4 separate regions of the Sus scrofa genome follow, and all the other regions are linked to region 1. A link is a contact called in public HiChIP or PLAC-seq data. All regions are on one chromosome and are shown on one strand. The core of a region is the stretch at or near the end of the contact, and the rest is flanking DNA. Distances in the headings are between cores, read along the strand shown.

What was found. HiChIP or PLAC-seq counts read pairs in DNA pulled down with a chosen protein or histone mark.
Region 2: a contact with region 1 is called in an H3K27ac HiChIP or PLAC-seq map of alveolar macrophages. The contact joins the promoter of TUFT1 here to the promoter of MRPL9 in region 1. A contact is called at or near these places in 1 of 5 promoter capture datasets (fetal liver), 2 of 47 Hi-C or Micro-C datasets (retroperitoneal adipose tissue and subcutaneous adipose tissue) and 1 of 2 datasets of contacts at active chromatin or transcription factors (alveolar macrophages).
Region 3: an H3K27ac HiChIP or PLAC-seq map of alveolar macrophages shows a contact between it and region 1. The contact joins the promoter of POGZ here to the promoter of MRPL9 in region 1. A contact is called at or near these places in 1 of 5 promoter capture datasets (fetal liver) and 1 of 2 datasets of contacts at active chromatin or transcription factors (alveolar macrophages).
Region 4: an H3K27ac HiChIP or PLAC-seq map of skeletal muscle shows a contact between it and region 1, with 2.9 times the contacts expected there. The contact joins the promoter of PSMB4 here to the promoter of MRPL9 in region 1. A contact is called at or near these places in 1 of 5 promoter capture datasets (fetal liver) and 2 of 2 datasets of contacts at active chromatin or transcription factors (alveolar macrophages and skeletal muscle).

The regions. Positions count from the first base shown.
Region 1 is chr4:97,446,680-97,449,432 of Sscrofa11.1, reverse strand. MRPL9 (39S ribosomal protein L9, mitochondrial) reads right to left here and starts at 1,273. Exons shown (of 6, transcript XM_003355177.4): 1 at 1,089-1,273; 2 at 767-923; 3 at 168-292. The coding sequence starts at 1,241. It overlaps OAZ3 (ornithine decarboxylase antizyme 3), which reads left to right and starts at 940. Exons shown (of 6, transcript NM_001301406.1): 1 at 940-1,030.
Region 2 is chr4:97,703,333-97,706,200 of Sscrofa11.1, reverse strand. It overlaps TUFT1 (tuftelin), which reads left to right and starts at 1,547. Exons shown (of 12, transcript XM_021089860.1): 1 at 1,547-2,763. The coding sequence starts at 2,701. CGN (cingulin) reads left to right here. Exons shown (of 21, transcript XM_013997148.2): 21 at 1-1,396. The coding sequence ends at 58.
Region 3 is chr4:97,775,195-97,778,048 of Sscrofa11.1, reverse strand. POGZ (pogo transposable element with ZNF domain) reads right to left here and starts at 1,470. Exons shown (of 19, transcript XM_005663451.3): 1 at 1,120-1,470.
Region 4 is chr4:97,836,575-97,839,304 of Sscrofa11.1, reverse strand. It overlaps PSMB4 (proteasome subunit beta 4), which reads left to right and starts at 1,396. Exons shown (of 7, transcript NM_001244455.1): 1 at 1,396-1,577; 2 at 1,820-2,026; 3 at 2,291-2,437; 4 at 2,575-2,656. The coding sequence starts at 1,438.

The sequences.
Region 1 (2,753 bases), core at 24-2,523:
ACTAACAGTAAGGTAACTTACTATTCTGAGCATAGGCTAGGCTTCTGAATTCCTGTTCTTCTAGTCCCTACTTCATTTTCAAATTAAATATCAAAGGTAAAGAAGCTGCTAGAGTAAATCTAGGTTTTAATTCTTCCAAGGCCCTCTCTGCCCTCTTTTGAGCTCACCAATTTCTCCTCTTCAAACAGCTTCTTGTTTTCAGGAGATGCATATACAGCCAGTCCTTGAGGAAGTAGCCGATTACGGCCCACAGATTTTTTCACTGAGACGAGGTCACCTCGGACTCCAAGTTCTGCCAACAGAGAATAGAGAAAACGGATCAGAATTATCTAGCAGTCCCTAAAGAGGAGAGAACTCAAGAAAAAAAGGCCTTCTCTCAGTGCTTATTCTTTTTAGAAAAAAATATCAGTATCCACTAGGAGCAACACGTAAGAGACTTCTCATTCATTTCTTTAGGGCCTGATGAATGTTCCCTGTGCAACGTGACGTGCTGTCCTATCACAGGATTTCACTATTTATGGCACGTACTGTCAGACTTCTCTTCCCATACACACCGTTAATGACGCTGCTGCATTTATCTTCTAATCTTCTAGGTAGGAGGCCAATGTCACAATCACAGTACTTTTTAGGGCTCCCTTTTCTCAAATAGAGAGCTAATTATTCCAGCAAAGTAGTCAAAGAGGCAAAAAAAAAAAAAAAAAAAAAAAAAAAACTGATACCAAACAGGACCAGCCTGAGATAGGAAGTATCTCTGTCCGGGCCTTACCTTCCACCGACTGCGTGAGGACGAGCTCCAGATTGTCTTTGGGCCGATGTTTCGTGTCCTCCACTAGCTTGTAGACGCGGTGTCGCCGATGCAGACGCGGCTTCCGGCCCTCTCCGGCTAGCGGCACCTTCCACCAACGCTCCACAATGACCGTGCTCTGGTGGCCGGGGGAACAACGATAAGCGAGTCTCCCTGCAAAGGCCTCCTCCTCTGGCCGCCAGCACCTGAAAAAGAGCCCACCACCCCAGGCCGGGGCCTCACCAGGTCTCAACCGCGCCCCCCCAAACAGTACTCAGACCCAGAACTCAGACCCGGCCCTCACCCGACTGAGAGAGAGGCTGAAGGCGCGCTCCGAGCGGGGGGTGACCCCTTCAAGTCGCGGCCGGAGGAGCGCCCGAACTCCTCCTCGCAGCAGCCGCTCAAGGCCTGCCCGCAGCAGACCTCCGCCCGCGGCCGTGCAGGCGGCCGCCGCCATGGTCGCGGACGCCGAGGGAGAACTGGAAGGGCCCCGGCGCCGGCGGCAGAAAAGGTCCCCACCGGGTGCCCGCGGCGCGCCTGAGACGGAGCTCAGCCTGGGGAAGCCCGGGCAGCAGACGCCGCCGCCGCCGCCGCCGCCTTGGGATCTGGGATGAGTGCTCTATGATTCAGCATTTCCCCCACTCTCTTCTTTTTATTTCTTTTTGGTTGGAGGAGGGACACCCATAGCCATCGATGACTGTTGGGTTTCACTAACAGCCTCTTCCCCTTTTGGCTTCACTTTTTTTTTTTTTTTTTTTTTTTTTAAGTTTATGGCTGCACCTGCAGCATATGGAAGTTCCTGGGGCCAGGGATTGAATCCAAGCCACAGCTGTGGCAATGCTGAATCCCTAACCCATTGCGCCAGGCCGCCAGGCAGAGGATTGAACCTGCAGCTCGGAAGCGGCCCCAGCTGCTGCAGTCAGATTTTTAACCCACTGTGCCCTGGCGGGAACTCCATGGCTACTCTTTGTCTTTAGAGCGGCGGCTTTGATTCAGTTCTAGTAGTTCTCCGACGTCACTTCTAATTCTGACATTCTATGAAAACTGAGTGCTGGGGTCGGGGGTGGCGTGTGCTGCTCTCACTTTTCCTTGCTCCAAATCTACCCAAAAGTGGTGAAAGGATGGATCCTATGGAAGACTGTGTCAACCTGAGGAGTTCTCTAACTCTTAATCATTACTCTGCAGTATTTGGGCTCATATTTAATGAATTCTAAATCACAAGGGGGATAGTTCCCTCTGTGGAGTGTTTCAGTACAGGGAGTAAACCATATAAATGGAATGAATAGGGTCTGTTTGGCAGGAAAGATATTATGGAAAGATGCTCTATGCATCATGTTATTTGACCCATAAACAGCCTTTGACCGGCAGTCCCTCCTCCTAATTATACTTTCTTAGCTTTCAGGACACCAATTTGTTTTTGTTTTTTTCCTACTTCATTATTTTTCTTCACGGTCTCCTTTGCAGATTTCTTTTATTCCTACTTCTTAGAGTACCCCCAGGATTCAGTCTTTGGATCTTTACTCATCTCAGTGTACACATTCATCTTTACTCATCTCTGTCTCGTGGCTTAATGTACCATTTATATGCCAATGAGTTCAAATTTCTGTCTCCATCCCAGATTTCTAAACTCCAGACCTGAATTATCCAACTGCTTACATGTCATCTTTCCCTTATATGTCTAATGAACAATTCAAAGTCAACGTGCTCCTAAGTAAACCCATCTCTACCTCCCGGTCTACACGGCCTCACCAGCAGCCCAGCAGCCCTTCCCCTTTCAGTAGATGATAACTCCATTCTTTCAGGGTTGGTGTTTTGTTTTGTTTTGGTGGTCTTTTTGGGGACAAATGCTCGGCACATGGAGGTTCCCAGCTAGGGGTTGAACTGGAGCTGTAGCCACTGTACACCACACTGTACACTGTACACCAGAGCCACAGCAACAGGGGATCCAAGCCGTGTCTTCAACCTACAC
Region 2 (2,868 bases), core at 298-2,797, 260 kb before region 1:
TCCTTCCTCCATCGCATCACTGCTTACAGAGAGCAACCTGCAGACCAGTTCTTGTTAGCTCATGGTCCACAAGGCCCAGAAACCACACTTGAGGCCTGTCCTGGCCAGTCCAGCTCTGCTCTGCTCTGCCCTGCCCAGCCTCAGATCCCCGTTGCTGTGGGAGACCCAATTATTCAGACCTATGACAGGGAGGGGTCTGGGTGATGGTGATAAAAAGGCATCAGTGTTGAGCTGGTGGATGGGCTTTCCCTTTCCTCTGGAGGAGTGGGCGTTTTAGCCAGCTGAATCCTCTCCTCAAGTGCTGACTCCCCCCACCCCGACTCCCTCACAGCAGCAGCTCGGTCAGCATATAGGCTGATTGAGCAGGAGAGGAAGGGATCGAAATTGCCATGTGTATAAAGCTTTATTTCTTTAACCCTACACCCCAGGCTCAGGGAAATACCCTATATGATTCTGCTCCCTTGACTCCTGTAACTCATTTTCCTCCCATTCTGGAGCAGGGTAAGGAGGACATAATGGGTAACGGACATGCTGGCGTGGCTCTACCCACTTCTCAGATGCTCTTCTTTGCACAGTCATGGGGCCCACGTGGTAGTCCCCACCTGTCTCCAGTCCTATATTTTTTGTCTTCCCCAGGCCAAGATCCAAGGGACCCTTTCTCCTCCCCTTCCCGTCTTTACCATTTCCTCCTTTCTTTTCAGTGCCTTAGCCGGGGTGAGGAGATAAGGATGCCCTTCTTGCCTTTTATACCTGCACATTCATACCTCTCCAAGAACCCCTCCTGCTGCCCCAGTGACCGATGGACAGAGCTACCAGCTTCTCTACTTAGGAACCCCTGCGAGAGGGACTTTGGTAGGGCCATGATAAGGTGGTGAGGCCTGGTTCTGCTCAGGGTTTCCATCCTTCCTCTTCTCCCTCTCTGACTGGATGTGCTTGTAAGATGGTCACACCTGGGAACCCTAACAACTGTCTACACAAGTTCGAAAAGCAAAGGTTTTGGTCTCTGTGGCCTTGTGATCAGATGTGCCCAACCTCACTAGGGAACTGAGGGACCCTCAATATCTCAGGAGCTTGGTCCTCATACAGAGGGGCTAGAGGCTGACTCTTGGTAGAAATGGAAAGAGGCAATGGAGGATTTATTCCTCCTTTGGGATTTGGGGAGAGCCAAGTTCTGGTGGGGAGGAGGTAAGGGAGATGATTCATCTCTCTTATTTCCTAAGCAGGCTCTGTACAGAGCCTTGAGGAGGGAGAAGTCTGTTTTCACCAATAACTTGTGATTTTGTGATTAAAAAAAAAGTTCCTCTATTCTGCAAATCATATATTATCTCCCAGTTCAATCCAATCCAGCATTGAATTTATTTTAAATTAAACATAAAATTATATATCTATTCTGAAATTTTTGACTTGTCTTCTCATTCTCCCCCATCTTAACTTTATGAAGAAACCATTTTATTGTTCAATTTAGAGACCGAAGCTGGGGTTTTCTTAACTTCACTTTTTAGAGGTCCTTTACAACAGATCAGATGGAACCTAGGGAGCCTTAGGTTCCCTAGGTTTCCTTTATTTCCTTAAGAAATAAATGGAGTATTGGTAACAGCTCCCTTCTCTCCTGAACAACATTCTGGGAAGAACAAGGCCAGTAAATGCCTTCGAGGGTTAGACTGGAACTGGTTTTTTTTTTTTTTATTCCTTGGGAACATAGGGATAGCCCCAGCATTCACCTCTTAGACACAAAGATAGCCATCCATTCCTACCTGGCATTCCTCTTGTGTTGCCTTGAACAGGGAGCTAGCTGATCAGCAGAGCCTTCTGTCAGATTCAGGCTTTCTGCCCACTCTGGAGTGGGTCAGGCCTCCTCCTGTCATGTCCATATGGACCATAGCCTGGTGGAGAAGCCATATGCTAAGAGCAGCTGGACTGGAAGAGGCTCCAAGATCTTTCTTGATCATCCTCTCTTCTAGGTCCTTAAGATGCTAACCTGGGCCAAGGGAGCAAATGTCATTGGAGAAGTTAAGGTTCATCCCTTCTCAAGAATACAAATTCCTTTTAAGGCAATGTGTCCCGCCTCTCCCATCCATATAAGGGCAGCTTTGATATAATAGCTTCTGCAAAACAAGCCCCACCCAGAGCCAAGCTGGCTTTGACTTTGGCCTGGGCTTTCTGCCAAGGAAGGGCACCTGCCAGACTGGCTTAGGCCAGTCTGAGTGAGCTGGCCCTGGCAGCCTGTATGGCGGAGGAAAGGTTTCTCAGTTCTACAAAGCCTACAGGCTGGCCTAAATATAGGGAGAGGAGAATGTATGGAAGGTTTTTTTCCAATTTTGCATCCTCTAGGGGCTGGCAGGGTGAACCTCTCTTACCAACACTGGCCTTAGAGTTGAAATGAGAGGGCAAGACTAACGTTTGAGGTACAATCATATAACACTGGACAAAACTTCAGTTAAGTAGATAGTAGCTCCCAAGCCCCACCTTTAGGTAAATCGGAGCGAGCGCAGACGGGCGTGGCCTGAAGCCTCTAGGCTACGCCCACTTCACAATTTTGCTCAGTCATTGGCGAACCGCGTCCTGGGGGCGTGTCCTATTGCCAGCCTCCGCCCCTGACGCACCTATACAAGGGGGGGGCGGTTCGGCGCGCGCTCGCCTAGTAGGAGCCAGACTGCAAGGCGGAGGGCTGTGTGTGTGTTCCGTGACCCTCTCGGGAAGATGATGAACGGGACGCGTAGCTGGTGTACACTGGTGGACGTGCACCCGGAAGCGCAGACCTCGGTAAGAAAAAGCGACCACGTCGCCTCCCTCGCTCGGTACTCTTGGTTTCTAATTCCGCCCCAACCGTGCCCCGCGCGGAGTTCGCTGACATCACCTGGTGCCGTG
Region 3 (2,854 bases), core at 221-2,720, 330 kb before region 1:
AATTTCCATCTTCAAAGAGATTTTGGGCTAAATGACTTAAAAAGACTCTCCCGCTCTACCTTTTTCTAAGCTGAAAATGTCCAAGACAAGCAGAGAAACGTCCAGCATTAGCAACAATTTGGGGGAATCCCCCGTGTGACAGGCGAAGAAATCAGGACAACTCGTAGAAAGGAGAGAAAGCAGGTGAATCAACGACATCACTCCTTTTCAGAAGGTGCTAAAAACCTAGAAAAATAGTCCCTGGGATAAACATGGCGCCCACCGCGGCAGGATATAATCATCGGAAAATAAAGATTTTAAGCCCCATCCCATTTTGTAAATCACGGCGCCAGCCCAAAGAAATCTTAGAGCGCGGGGAGGGGGGCTGGGGGGGAGGAGACTTTGTAAACTAACAGCGGTGCGCTAAGGCTTGGGATGTACTATACGACCGAGCGGGAATTACATAACACAAGGGAGCGGCTAAGCAATCACTCATTTTCCTCCTGGAGCTCAAAAAGAGAGCCCCACTCTTGGCCCGGCGGGGGTGGGGCGGAGAGGACCCAGCACTACCCCTACCCCACCCCCGGGGGACCTCGGCCCGCCGCCCCTCCCGCCCGCCTCCCCGGCGCGGCCTCGCCCCCTAGCCAGCCCCTCCCGCCGCGCCCCGCCGTCTCGCTGCTGCCCGCGCCCCCGCCCCTTCCCCGGCGGGCCGCCGCCCGCGCCCGCGCCCGCCCACTCCTCCGAGACGCCTCGCGCCGGGTGTGCGTGTGGACGTCGGCTGTGTGCGGGGCCGTGGGGCGCGAGTGCGCGCGCGCGCGCCGCGGCAGGCGCCGGGGGGCGGGGGCGGCCGGCAGGCAGGGGCCTCCCCGGCCCGGCCCGCCGCGCAACTCGCGCGGCTCCCGGGGCGCACGCACTCACACACGCTCTCGCGCGCCGCACCCCACGCCCGCCGCCGCCGCGGGCCGCGACGCCACTCGAGGGGGGCGGGGGCGCGCGCCACCGGGCCCCCGCCCCCACCCCTCGCGTTCCCGCCCCATCCCCCTCTCATTGTCTCGCCTCGGAACGCCTCGCCGAGCGAAAAGATAACGGAACCCCCGGGAGAAGGGGGTGGGGAGAGAGAAGGCTCGCTCGCTCACTCACCTCCCGTGGTCGTCGCCGCCGGTAGTCTGACCCGAGGAAGGCGCCGTCGCCTTAAAGGGACCTTGCACCCCGCGCCGGGAGAAGGGGGTGGGAGCAGGGGAGGGGACGGGGGCTTGGGGGGAGACGGAGAAGAGGGAACCGTTGAAAGCTAGTCTCCCCGAGGGTGAAAGGAAACCTCCCTCGGGTTCGAGTGATTTGAGGTGGATTTTTTTTCCCGAGGGGGGCGGGGGGCCCCCGAGGGAGGGGGGCGGGGGGGCCGAGGAATGCGGCTCCGTGTACGGGAGCTGGCGCGGGGGAGAGAGACGCCGACTCCCCCCACCGACCCTCTCGCCCCGCGGAGGGATACGACTCGTCACTTCCGCCCTCCCCCTTTCGTGGTTTTTCAATTGGTTGGAGCGCGTGGCACGTCATGGGCTCATCCTAACCCCTGCCCGGGCTTCTTTTCTAGTCAAGTTTGTCTGGGCCTGCAAATAAATAAATAAATAATCTTTCCCAAAAAATGGAATGAAAAATAATTAGCTTCAGAAACAACATCTAAGTTTTGGTGATAAAGATGGGATTTCCAAAGATAATGTTCCCCAATTCACTTGCGGGGACTTTCCAGGGAAATTTTGGGAATCTCCACACTTTCCACTCAAGGCTCTTACCTAACCAAGAGGAGAACCTCATGCCTTAGGCCAGATAGTGAGGCCCAATGGCCCCAACGACTGTCATTAGAACAAAAGCGTCAAAATGGCACTCACTCTTTCTCAAGAGACATGCAGTCAAGTGGCCTTAAGTGAAGAAATTTTAAAAGCCGTTTTTACCCTAGACGCTTCTGGATTCTGGAAGGAAGTCACACATGATTGCTTATTAAGGTGATCATGTATGAAAACTGCTTTGAGATGAGTAGAATCCTCGGAGATCCTCAATTCTAAGAAACTGTAGACTCCTCTTCTGTGCTCTTTGCTCCAAATAAGGCTGACATGGACTGGCCCAAAGATTGATTTGTACATTCAAGACCATCAACCTATTATTTTTCCTCAAACAAAAACTAACCTCTTTCCAAGTGACTAAGAAAGTTTGTCCTTTATTACCTCCTGAGATGATAAAAGCTTAGTATTTTCCTTGGATATTTGAGGAAATAGTTGCTCTTTAATCAATACCCAAACATCTGCTCCAAACCAAATGGTAAATCAAAGTAGTCGTGCAAGGCTGGTGAGATGCAAAAACATATCTATTCTTTTTCTATGTTTACATTCCAAACCACCAGACTATGAAAATTGGCAGTGAAAGTAAGCATTCCAAATTGTGCACCCATGCACATGCATGCACCACCACCCATTTTCATCATCCTATTTCATACCAAAAATATGAGTGATTTCAACTAGTCATTCTTAGGAAAAACTTTATTATTTGAATTGGGAAGATCACCAATCCTTCTGAAAATACTTCTGAAGATTTTCCAGGCCTGATCTGGAAGAGCCCATGGCGGGATTACGGAATCAATCATCAAAAAACATTCTACATGGAGATCTAATCCTATTTTATTCTTTCCCTCCATAATTACTATAATTCATTATGTCATTTGCCTCAGAAATAGTCTTACTGACAAATTTTGCCATATTCTGAGCCTGTTCTGAGTTCTAGCCCAGTAGACTATACCATGTACCATTGATCAATAACCATTAGTGTACCATACTGAAAAGTCATCATACATCTATTCATTTACTCAACAAATATTTATTGAGTACTT
Region 4 (2,730 bases), core at 147-2,646, 390 kb before region 1:
ATAACAACAGATAGCTGCTAATTGTCCAAGTAAGTCTCTGAGTAAGTAAGATTCACCTGGAATATGGAGTTTGGGAGGAGGTGGCTATTAATTAGAATTGGTAGTAAATAAATAATAATAAAGAAGACGAATAAACAAATATGATTATTAATGAGCTATTAGAAGAAGAAATCAACTACCTAGTTTTCAGCCAAAAGATGATACAAAGAGCAACAGCTGGTTGTCTCTCACACAAGACCTTGACCCTTCCCTTCCAGGGTTTCATGACCTAATAAAATATTTTATTTCAATTAGGCTAAAATTTCATGCGTTGCTTTGGTTCAGATTAACTCAGGGAATTTAAAAAACAAAACTGATTTGGTTTCCCGCTGAGTCAATAATTTAAAATCTAATTGTGTAGGGAGGAGTGGCAAACTATCAGGTTTAGGTTCACCTGTTTGATTCTAGACACTGCTTCCAGCCCCTGCTACAGAACCACATTGAGAAGGGAACGCCTGGAATTTAGTTACATTCCCACAGGCAATGGAATTTTTCTGCTGTTTAAGAGGTAGGTAAGAGCATTTCACAACTAGGTAACTTTCAGAGATTTGTCGAAGGTTCTGCACAGTGAGTGACCCACCTGAGATATTATACACCGCAAGGTACGCACAACTGTAAGATTCCTAGACTCAGATCTACCATTATTTGCTGTGTGATCAGGTAAATCACTATTCAAGTCTCTGTTTCTTACCTATAAAATGGGTCGAATATGCCACATGAGGCTGCTTTGAGAAATACAGAACTTAAGAGATCCTGGGTTCACTGTTAGTTTCGTGTGAGGCTTTTCTTTTCTTTTTATTTTTTTTTGTCTTTTTAGGGCCGCAGCTGGGGCATATGGAGGTTCCTAGGCTAGGGGTCCAATCGGAGCTGTAGCAGCCGTCCTACCCCAGACCCACAGCAACGCGGGATCCAAGCCTCCTCTGCGACCCACACCGCAGCTCACGGCAAGGTCGGATCCTTAACCCACTTAGCGGGGCCAGGAATCGAACCCTCATGGATGCTAGTAGGGTTCGCTAACCACTGAGCCACGACGGAAACTCCTAAAGTGTGGGCTTTTTGATAAGGATCCAAAAAGGAAAGGAGACTTCCTGCCTCCTCGCTCAGGTCAGAGTCTTGACGAGCCCGCCCCCTCCCCATCTGCCACACCACCCTCTCCCTCCTTGAATTTGAGCATCAGAACATTGTTCTAGTCTAGACTCTACCGCTACGTATGCGACGCCTGGCAATTCCAAATCTCTGGGTTTCGGTCGCCACCCAGGATGCTCATACGGTCTGTCCCGACCCTAACAACATGGCTGCGGGAAGTGGCTTTCAGGAAGAAAGAAGGTGTGGCACTGAAGGATCACTTCCGCTTCCGTCGGCGCAAACGCTTTCATTTCTTGAGCTACGGTGACTAAGATGGAATCGATTTTGGAGTCGCGGTCGGGACACTGGGCCGGGGGTCCGGCTCCTGGACAGTTCTACCGCATTCCTCCCACTCCTGGATCCATCGTGGACCCGGCATCCGTGCTCTATGGGAGTCCGATTACGCGCACCCAGTAAGCTCTTGGCGTCTTAGCCTGGGCGGGGGAGAGACCGTGGGGCCTGGTGCGGCCGGCTGGTTCGGGGAGCCAGGGCAGGCGAGGCGGGGACCCCCGGGCGCGCTAACAGCGGGACAGCTCGAGGAGTAGGGCCTGGAGAATGAAAGGAGCCATGGAAAGTCAGAAGCGGAACCCACAGAGCGGGAAGCGGGCCTAGGCTATTCTCCTCCACCTCTCGCCAGACCCTTCTTTATCTCCAGGAACCCCATGGTGACCGGGACCTCGGTTCTGGGAGTCAAGTTTGAGGGCGGAGTGGTGATTGCAGCAGACATGCTGGGCTCCTATGGTTCCTTGGCTCGTTTCCGCAACATCTCTCGCATTATGCGAGTCAACAACAGCACCATGCTGGGTGCTTCAGGAGACTACGCTGATTTCCAATATTTGAAGCAAGTTCTCGGCCAAATGGTGTAAGTCATCTAGAGAATAGGAGTAGTTCCCAGGTGGGGAGGGGAATCCACTGTTTTTATCCCATCAAGATGTTCTAGTGTGGAGGAACTTGAAGCTGCAGTAGAGGATGGGGAGACTTGTTGGGGGGTGAAAGATTCGAGGATGTTTGCAAATAGTTTATTTTAGTGGGTTTAAGAGGGGAAGATTGTGGTCACATCTTTTGGGGGTGGATGGAAAACCCGATTTCTGTTCTCTCCCTTTTCTCACAACCAATTCTTTTTAAGGATTGATGAGGAGCTGCTGGGAGATGGACACAGCTATAGTCCTAAAGCTATCCATTCGTGGCTGACCAGGGCCATGTACAGCCGCCGCTCCAAGATGAACCCCCTGTGGAACACCATGGTCATCGGAGGCTATGCTGATGGAGAGAGGTTGATTTGAATACAAATAACTATCTCTTCTCCCTGAGTGAATCCCACTTCTGACTCAGACCCCTTGGTCCCATCCTTCAGCTAACATATAGAAACCTAAGGTGAAATGAGTTCTTTGACCTATTGTGTCCTGTTAGCTTCCTGGGTTACGTGGACATGCTTGGTGTAGCCTATGAAGCCCCTTCGCTGGCCACTGGTTATGGTGCATACCTGGCTCAGGTAAGTAGTTGGTTGAGGGATGAGGGATAGAAGAAGACAGAAGGCAATAGGGATTAGTGGTTGTCTACCCTTGC